Linked DNA regions of Lactuca sativa: region 2 is linked to region 1. The links are chromatin contacts, called in public Hi-C maps. All regions are on one chromosome and are shown on one strand. Each heading gives the region's core, a stretch centred on a gene start, on an enhancer-like site or on the middle of the called end of the contact. The rest is flanking DNA. Distances are from core to core; before and after follow the strand shown. Region 1 holds the start of LOC111875884 (E3 ubiquitin-protein ligase UPL5). Region 2 holds the start of LOC111875888 (inositol-phosphate phosphatase).

What was found. A called contact is a pair of places that touch in the nucleus more often than the background predicts.
Region 2: a Hi-C map of leaf shows a contact between it and region 1, with 7 times the contacts expected there. The contact joins the promoter of LOC111875888 here to the promoter of LOC111875884 in region 1. A contact is called at or near these places in 2 of 4 Hi-C or Micro-C datasets (both in leaf).

Annotation. Positions count from the first base shown.
Region 1 is chr4:103,764,690-103,769,250 of Lsat_Salinas_v11, forward strand. It overlaps LOC111875884 (E3 ubiquitin-protein ligase UPL5), which reads right to left and starts at 1,484. Exons shown (of 3, transcript XM_023872412.3): 1 at 1-1,484. The coding sequence starts at 1,349.
Region 2 is chr4:103,979,310-103,983,576 of Lsat_Salinas_v11, forward strand. It overlaps LOC111875888 (inositol-phosphate phosphatase), which reads left to right and starts at 1,830. Exons shown (of 12, transcript XM_023872416.2): 1 at 1,830-1,963; 2 at 2,088-2,143; 3 at 2,282-2,332; 4 at 2,860-2,940; 5 at 3,055-3,158; 6 at 3,240-3,324; 7 at 3,439-3,493; 8 at 3,592-3,635; 9 at 3,900-3,968; 10 at 4,045-4,145. The coding sequence starts at 1,951.

The DNA.
Region 1 (4,561 bases), core at 234-2,733:
ATTGAAAGATAAGAATCCCATCCGAAGTATCCTTTCTTTTCTGTAGCTAAGTAACTCTCTATTTTATCAAGACACATTTGAACTTTCTCAAAAAGCTCAATGAAGATCATGTATAGAAGTTTGATTTCATCACTGCCACAAGGGAGGGTGGAGGTGGACTTACTTGGTATTGGTATGATTCCCTCAAACTCTGTCTGATCTTTGATTGCAGCCTTGAGAGGACGCAAGAATGAAGCGAACTCAAGGACATCACTTGGTGAAGGACAGACATCATCTATGGCTTCCACACTGGAAATCAAACCCTCTGTTAGGTTGTTTGCAAGCTCAGCCACATATGGAAGAATGTCCTGAACTGTAATGATTACAGGTTTATTACTGCTGTTATCATAATTCCGAGAGCTTCTTCCAATTCTAAGATACTCCACCATTGATCCTAGACTACTCCGGCAATCTTCATACAAAGGATCTGATCTTCCTGAAACTCTACAGAGCAATTTACAGAACTCTAATGCTATAGGCGCACACTGTGAATATATAGGTCTTGACAGTGTATGTTTACTAGAATTAAGGAGATGTCGAATTGATTCTTGAGCACACTCTTTGTTACCTGCATGAGGCGACATGTAGAGCATCATCAGGGCTGCTGGAGCACATAACGATTGAAATATATTCAGATGAGGCGCCGGTTGATCATCCCCGATATCATACTTGGCAGTCATGTTCAAGAACTCTGTTAACCGCGATTTCACAGACTTCAGACAAAGGCCCTTTTCTCCTTTGCACAACCTGTAAATCGTCGAAACCAAATCATCAATCAACTGCCACGCTTGCGGATGCTCCGTACTCCGCATTCGACCAACCAAATGCAAGCCTGCGTCGTTATTTATCTTACACTCAGCCAAACTATAATCCCACTGAAGCTGCCGTCCTCGATAAATCAACCGCTGCTCGACCATCGGAATTCCGGTGGCGGCCTGGATTTTCTCGTGGATTAATTTGACTTTGTCGTCTGGTTTTCCATGGAGAACTAAGGTTTTGGCTTCGGAGATCATACGAACGAAGAATTGGATACGATCAGGATACCATACGAAGGCGGAGTGTTGGGTGGAACTGGAACTGGAAGTAGAAGCCCTAGTTTGGAAGTGAGGGTGTTGACGAGTGATTTGATCAAGGAAAGGATTACTGGAAGCGGTGGCGGGAGGAGAATTAGGGTTAGGATCATCCTTTCTCATCCTGAAGGCGGGTAAGTCGTAGGAGAGATCGTCGTATTCGTCGTCGTCGTAATCTTCGAACTTGCGTTTGATTCGCTGGTGAAGAAATTCGACGGACGGAGAGTCTGGAGAAGACATTGACGGTTGGCCGGCGGGAAGGGGTTTACCATGAAACCATCAAACAACAACTTATGAGAAAGAGATTTGTATATCGCTTCGCTGGGTTTTACAGAGAGAGATGATGAGATCAACGCGACCCGTCTTTACTTGCTGAGAGTAATCTTACAGTAATTGCCTAAAAGGCATTAATAATTAAACTAAAGGAAATTTGACTGATCTAACCATTTTTTGGTCTATCTTTCACAAAAATAACTTATTTAGATTGATTTTGCCAAAATAACATTTTTATCTAGAATGGATTATTTAGGAAATAATTTCGGACTCCATGTTATCTGAATCGCCCCTCAAATACCTTATGAAATATATTCATTCCAGAGTAACACAGTACATATTCCAAACTTCGAATTTCAAATTCATTTTCGGATTATATTTCGATAAATTCCAGATCTCGAATTACAAGCGCATTCCGATCTCCAACACGCTCTCCAATATTCCAACCCACTCGAAGACACATTTTGAACTCCGACCTAAGATATGGAATATGATCACGATGACCTAGTTGTTTTACGAGCAAGTCATTTACTCTTATATTGTTATGGTTTAATTTTAACATATTTTGTTTTTAGAACTTCATCTGGAATGCAAAGAACAGCTCCGAAATGAACCGGCAACGTTCCAGAGTAGCAATACATGTTGATAGTACATTAAGACCAACCCAACAATAGTTTAGTTGTTTATATTATGTTATTAACTTATTATACATAGAAAATAAGTATTTCAGAACAAAAAAAATGCATTCCTGAATGCTCCAGAATGCTCGGGAACGCGAGAATAATAATAATAATAATAATAATAATAATAATAATAATAATACATTTTATCGAACAATTAAAATCATTGAATAAGGTAATTGTTCTTCGTACACGTTACAAACTATATAAATATTATCGTATACAAATATTATAAGTATATAATATTTGTAGAAAATTTTAATATAAAATTTATCGTTAAACGATAAAATAACATTTTGATAAAGCATACTTATGATAAATGATATAAACAAAATTCATAGTAATCGTAATTACTAAGCCTTGAGTATAAAAAAACGTCAAAATATGACTTCGTATGAAGAAGTTAAGATTTTACAAAGTTTCGCATTCGACACGATAACACGTGTTAACACCACATACTAACCTTAGTCCTTATGTTGAAGACACAGCACACCCATTTATAGGCATGGCGTGCCTTTCTTCTAGCCTCTATAAATGGTGCAGATTTTGCTTCATTTGGTGCTTATTTACTCTCTTTTTTCTCTTAATGCAACATCCCGATTTTTAACCCAAAATTTTCATTTTTATTTAGTTAAATATATCATAGTATAATTACATTAGGCGGAAACATATTACGAATGAACGTGTGTACAATCGAACCTTGCCCTATCACGCATCAATGAGGTACCTGAAAAACATTTATATGCAACTGGGCAAGCATGAAGCTTAATTAGTTCCTCCAAAATACCACATACCACAATACATATACAATGCATACATATTATGGCCTTCAGCATAAACCTGGTCCGCCCTTGGCCTTCAGCACGAAGCCGATCCACCCTTTTTCCTTCAACATAAAGTTGGTCCGCTACTTGACCTTCAGCATAAAGTTGGTCTGCCCGAGTCTATTAGCCTTCACCTTGAGGTTGGGTCGCCTTAAACTCCCTACATAATATTTTAACACATATAAACACTACAACATGTAATAATCCAATACTACATGCAACTAACAGAACTAGCCTAATGACATACTATAGGGAAATTATATGCGAACATACAGAGGATATATCATGGAGCACATAATATAGTGAGAAAACTCACCTAGACAGTTATCATTCTCAGCCACACATTTATTTTGGTTTTTGGATGGATAGAAAGGTAATACACATGTGTAAATCTAACTGGGGTTTCCCATCTAGCTAGCTTAAGGATGGGCTTTTTTGGAGAGCATGTTAACACTCAGTATCACTTACATTTTGGTTTTTGGATGGGAAAGGAGAGTAATACACATGTGTGAATCTAACTGGGGTTTTCCCTCCAGCTAGCTTAAGGATGGGCTCTTTTGGAGAGCATGTTAACACTCAGACTTACTTATATTTTGGTTTTTCGATGGATAGGAGGGTAATACACGTGTGAATCTAACCGGGGTTTCACTCTAGCAAGCTCAAGGATGGGCTTCTTTGGAGAGCATGTTAACACTCAGTCTTACTTACATTTTGGTTTTTGGATGGAAAAGGAGAGTAATACACATGTATGAATCTAACTGGGGGTTCCCCTCCGGCTAGCTTAAGGATGGGCTCCTTAAGAATGCATGTCTAACACTCGATCTAACTTACATTTTGGTTTTTGGATGGATAGGAGGGTAATACACATGTGTGAATCTAACATGGGTTTTCCCTCTAGCTAGCTTAAGGATGGGCTCCTTTGGAGTGCGTGTCTAACACTAAGACTTAGTTGCATTTGGTTTTGGATGAATAGGAGGGTAATACACATGTGTGAATCTAACTTGGGATTCCCCTCTAGCTAGCTTAAGGATGGGCTCCTTTGGTGAGCATGTCTAACAATCAGACTTACTTACACTTTGGTTTTTGGATGGATAGGAGGGTAATACACATGTATGAATCTAACAGGGGTTTTCCCTCTAGCTAGCTTAAGGATGGGCTCCTTTGGAGAGCATGTCTAACACCCAGACTTACTTGCATTTTGGTTTTTAGATGAATAGGAGGATAATACACATGTGTGAATCTAATTGTGGTTTCCCTGTAGCTAGCTTAAGGATGGGCTCCTTTAGAGAGCATATCTAACACTTAAACTTACTTACATTTTGTTTTTGGATGGATAGGAGGGTAATACACATGTGTGAATCTAATTGGGGTTTCCCTTTAGCTAGCTAAAGGATGGGCTCCTTTGGAGAGCATGTCTAACACTCCGACTTACTTACATTTTGGTTTGTGGATGGATAGGAGGGTAATACACATCTATGAATCTAACTGGGGTTTTTCCTCTTGCTGGCTTAAGGATGGGCTCCTTTAGAGAGCATGTCTAACATTCAAACTTACTTACATTTTGGTTTTTGGATGGACAGGAGGGTAATACACATGTGGATCTAACATGGGTTTCCTCTTTAGCTGACTTAAGGAGTGAGAATTTCACATTGGGCTAGTCTGCTTTAAATGCTGT
Region 2 (4,267 bases), core at 580-3,079, 210 kb after region 1:
ATTTCTTGACTGACCCGACAGAAGGAAGGTCAACCCTTAGACCGGCTGACATTTTGATTTTTGGATGGGTCGGAGGGAAACATGCATGTGTGGACCTTACAGGGGTATCCCCTCTCGTGGGCTTGAGGGCGGGGGGTTTCACGGCAGGACTGGCTGCTTTAAAAGCTGCTACAGGCAAAGTCGACAAACATGAGAAATCGTGCATGGAAAATCAACACGTGTTCATACCATTTGCGTTTGATACGTTTGGTTTCCTCCCACCGGATGCGGTAGAACTTCTTAATAGAGTACAACGGATCATGCATTGCAATTGTATATCCCCTAGTTCTATGAATGTAGTCTTTACAAGATTGAGTATTGCTATACAAAAAGGCGTAGCGGCGCAGCTTGTTGCCCGTTTGCCATCTCACTTGTTGTACGATGATAATTAAATCCAAGTAACTAAGCAAAAAAAAAATCTAAAATGCTAAAAAAAAATTGGGATTATTTATTTTATATATCATTATTAAGATGTATATATTTATTTTAAATTTTACACAATTTAGTTGCTAGGATTTTCTTAAAATTTATAAACGGCACGTTTGTAACACTAGTTGGATTGTGGTTGAGTTACTGTAGCTGGGAATATGCTAGTTCGGACATAGGTATATTCCCTTCCTTAATAAAAGGCAAGAATATACTCTCCCACTTACAAAACAATTAGAACTTTTTAATTTTGAAAAAAGATTATGAACATATTTATCAGCCTAGTTTTATTATTATTATTATTATTATTATTATTATTGTTATTATTATTATTATTACAGTAGTTTTTCCATTAGATTTGAATACGTATAACTTTTGTTATTACTAATAAAAGATAAAAAAAACAAATTTGCATGTATTTCTTTTAGGGTTAACGACAAAAATACCAAAATGGAAAAGTGTAAGATTAGAAAATGACGGATCAAAGCAAATAGATAGATAAACATTAATATGTTTTGGTTATTTTTCAATTAACCACTCGAATCAAAATATCCAACAAACTATTCATCTTTAATAATTTTATTTCTATTATGATTATTTTAACTTGTTATAACATATTATTTTCATGATTTCAATGAAAAAAAATTGATTTATAATATTAAATTATAAAAAGAAATAAAATATAATTAGTTTTTTTATGTTGTCATAAAAATAAAGTGATGAAATTGAAACCAAAACCAATTATTGAATACAATTTTTTTCTTCTTCATAATTTCTGTTTGATCAAGAGAACTTTTGTTACTTTATTATGACCATTATCTAAAAAGCTAACACACACTCTAATAATATAATTACTTTATGATATTATTGATGTATAATTTACTTATAGAATTGGTATTGATTGTGATTATTGCCGTATGGTATATGTTGTTATGCTACTTTTGGGCCACAATATATTTTTATGTACTTCTTAAACACAAATAATACAACACTTTTGTCAATTTTTATATAAACCAACTATATTTTAGTTGTTAAAAGTTTTCTTGATATTATTTATATTCCTCATGTATTTTTAAAAAAAAAAACTAAATAAGTCATGTTATGTTGTGAATCATAACTATACTGTGTAAAAATAATAAATAATCAACAAGATTTTAAATACTCAATAATCAATAGAAAATTTAATTTACATTCTCACAATACTAATATTTTAACTATTTGTTTCAAACACTTTCTAGAGAGTTATATAACAAATAAAATGCTAGATTCTTCTTTAAAAAATAAAAATAAATAAATAAAGTTAATTTAAAAAGAAAACAATTTTAATTTTGACCCACGATACGATTTTTATTGTATATGTACTTGCAATGGAGCCACATTTTCACTCGCACTCGCACTACAATTTCATCACTCATTCTCAACCATTCCGGTGCGTGATCGCCCCATCGTTCCCTCTCCCTCTTAAATTGCTTCGCCGATTTGGACATGGCGGAAAAAGGTACTACGACTCTACTTATTTCTCACACACATTTTTCTATTCTGTGTATTTGTATGCTCATCATGTATGTTGCAATCTATGGTAGTAATTGATTATGAATTGTTTTTTGTACCATCTGTTACAGATTCGCTCGACGAGTTTCTCGATGTCGCAGTTGATGTAGCTAAGAAAGCTGGAGAGGTTAGGTTACACTTGCACTATCAGATCAGTTGCAAATTTCTGTGTTTTTACTTTCTACTGTATTGATTTTGCTTGAATTTAGTTCAACTGTTGAAGTCTCATCTGATTGCGTAATTCATTTGTTTTTCCGGAAATCAGGTTATTCGGAAAGCATTTTACCAGACTAAGCATGTGGAGCATAAAGGATCGGTATCATCTCCATTCTCCAATTTACTTATTCATGTAGCCAAATCTGTGCTCTTTAATGCTGTATTGGTTTAGCGATTGGAGTATCGATTTAGTTTGCAGCAGCGTATTCGTATTTGATTTACATCCGATTTTGTATTTTGGTATCCATATGTTTGTGTGTGAGTGATTTCACTTCATTCGTTTAGTGTGAAAGCTCTATAATCTGTCATGCCGGATTCTTAGCTACTCAAATTGGTTGAATATCTGAATAAATTATTATGCTTTCTATCAAAAGAAGATTGATCTCATATGTTCATCATATGTGACAAATCTTATTAAAGTGTTGAGAGATAGCAAGTTAGTTAATAACAATGATTTGGGAATGTTCTTTGGTGAAAATACCTGTAACTCCATTATGACTTTCCAATATGTAAGCAAATTAGGATTCTTTGAACTTTTCACAACCTTAGTTCTTTAGCTAATCTAGTAGCATCTTCTATTCCTGGTTACTTTGCTCTCAATAATCTTTAATCTCATTGGTAATGCAGGTGGATTTGGTCACAGAAACAGATAAATCTTGTGAAGATCTTATATTTAATCATCTAAAAGATCGTTTCCCAAGCCACAAAGTAAAAGCTAATTCCTTGTACTTTCCAGTCTAATTTAGATTTATTGCTAGAGTTCCTTCCCTTTTTGTAACATTTGTAGTTCTTATTTCTTAATTATTTGTTTATAAATCTTAGTTCATTGGAGAAGAAACCACTGCTGCCAATGGTGTAACTCAGCTGACAGATGAACCAACTTGGATAGTTGATCCTCTTGATGGAACTACCAACTTTGTCCATGGGTACTTTTTTTGAATCTTTAAGAAACATTTTATTCTAAATTTAGTCACTCGAATTGATTTCCAAATAAAACACCATTTCAGGTTCCCCTTTGTGTGTGTTTCTATTGGTCTTACTATTCAAAAGGTCCCCACAGTTGGAGTTGTTTACAACCCAATCATGGATGAGGTAATCCTTTCTATACCAAAATAATTCAAACAAACAATTTTTTTTATCACAACTCCAAATTAAAACATGAATTATTTATTGTGATCACTTATGAGTTTCGAATCCAACTTATAGCTTTTCACTGCTATCAATGGAAAAGGTGCTCACCTTAATGGAAATCCTATCAAAGGTGAGTATATTTTATTTTCTAATTTCTATGTAAATATTCGTAATATGTTTCTTCTCATGGCCTCTAATAATTTCTTGCTTTTTTCCAACACGTTGCAGTTTCTTCTCAATCTGAACTTGTCACATCCCTCCTGGCCACAGAGGTAACTTTTAACATCAATTGGACCATAATACCCTTTTTGTTACACATGCCATGTCCTGTGTTTGGCTTTCATTGTACTGATACTGATGTTGATGTCAATGGGGCAAAATTTTAAATTTTCCCCAATGAAAAAGGTGGGAAAGAACTCATTCTCGATCTTTCTTTTATAAATAAATAAATAAAAAAGACATGAATGCCCTCCTCATCCTCATAATTGAAAATACCCCTAGAAGGTAAATTTACATATTTTAATGTTTAAGAACAGGCTGGAACCAAGCGCGATAAAGCCACTCTGGATGCCACTACAAATCGAATCAATAGCTTACTTTACAAGGTAAAACCATAAAATTTCCCATTAAAAATAAGTGGAAAATGAATTTCTTTAATTATAAAATTTCTTATGTAATCAGGTGAGATCAATCAGAATGGGAGGCTCTTGTGCATTGGGTCTCTGTGGGATTGCATGTGGAAGAATTGATCTATTTTATGAATGTGGATTTGGTGGACCTTGGTATGGATTATTTAAACCCCCTTTTTTTATGTTTTCTAATTAGCAATGTACTTTCAATTACATTATCAAGAGATTATATGGAAAATAAAATTTTTTCAAAGTACATTGCTATTTCTTACATT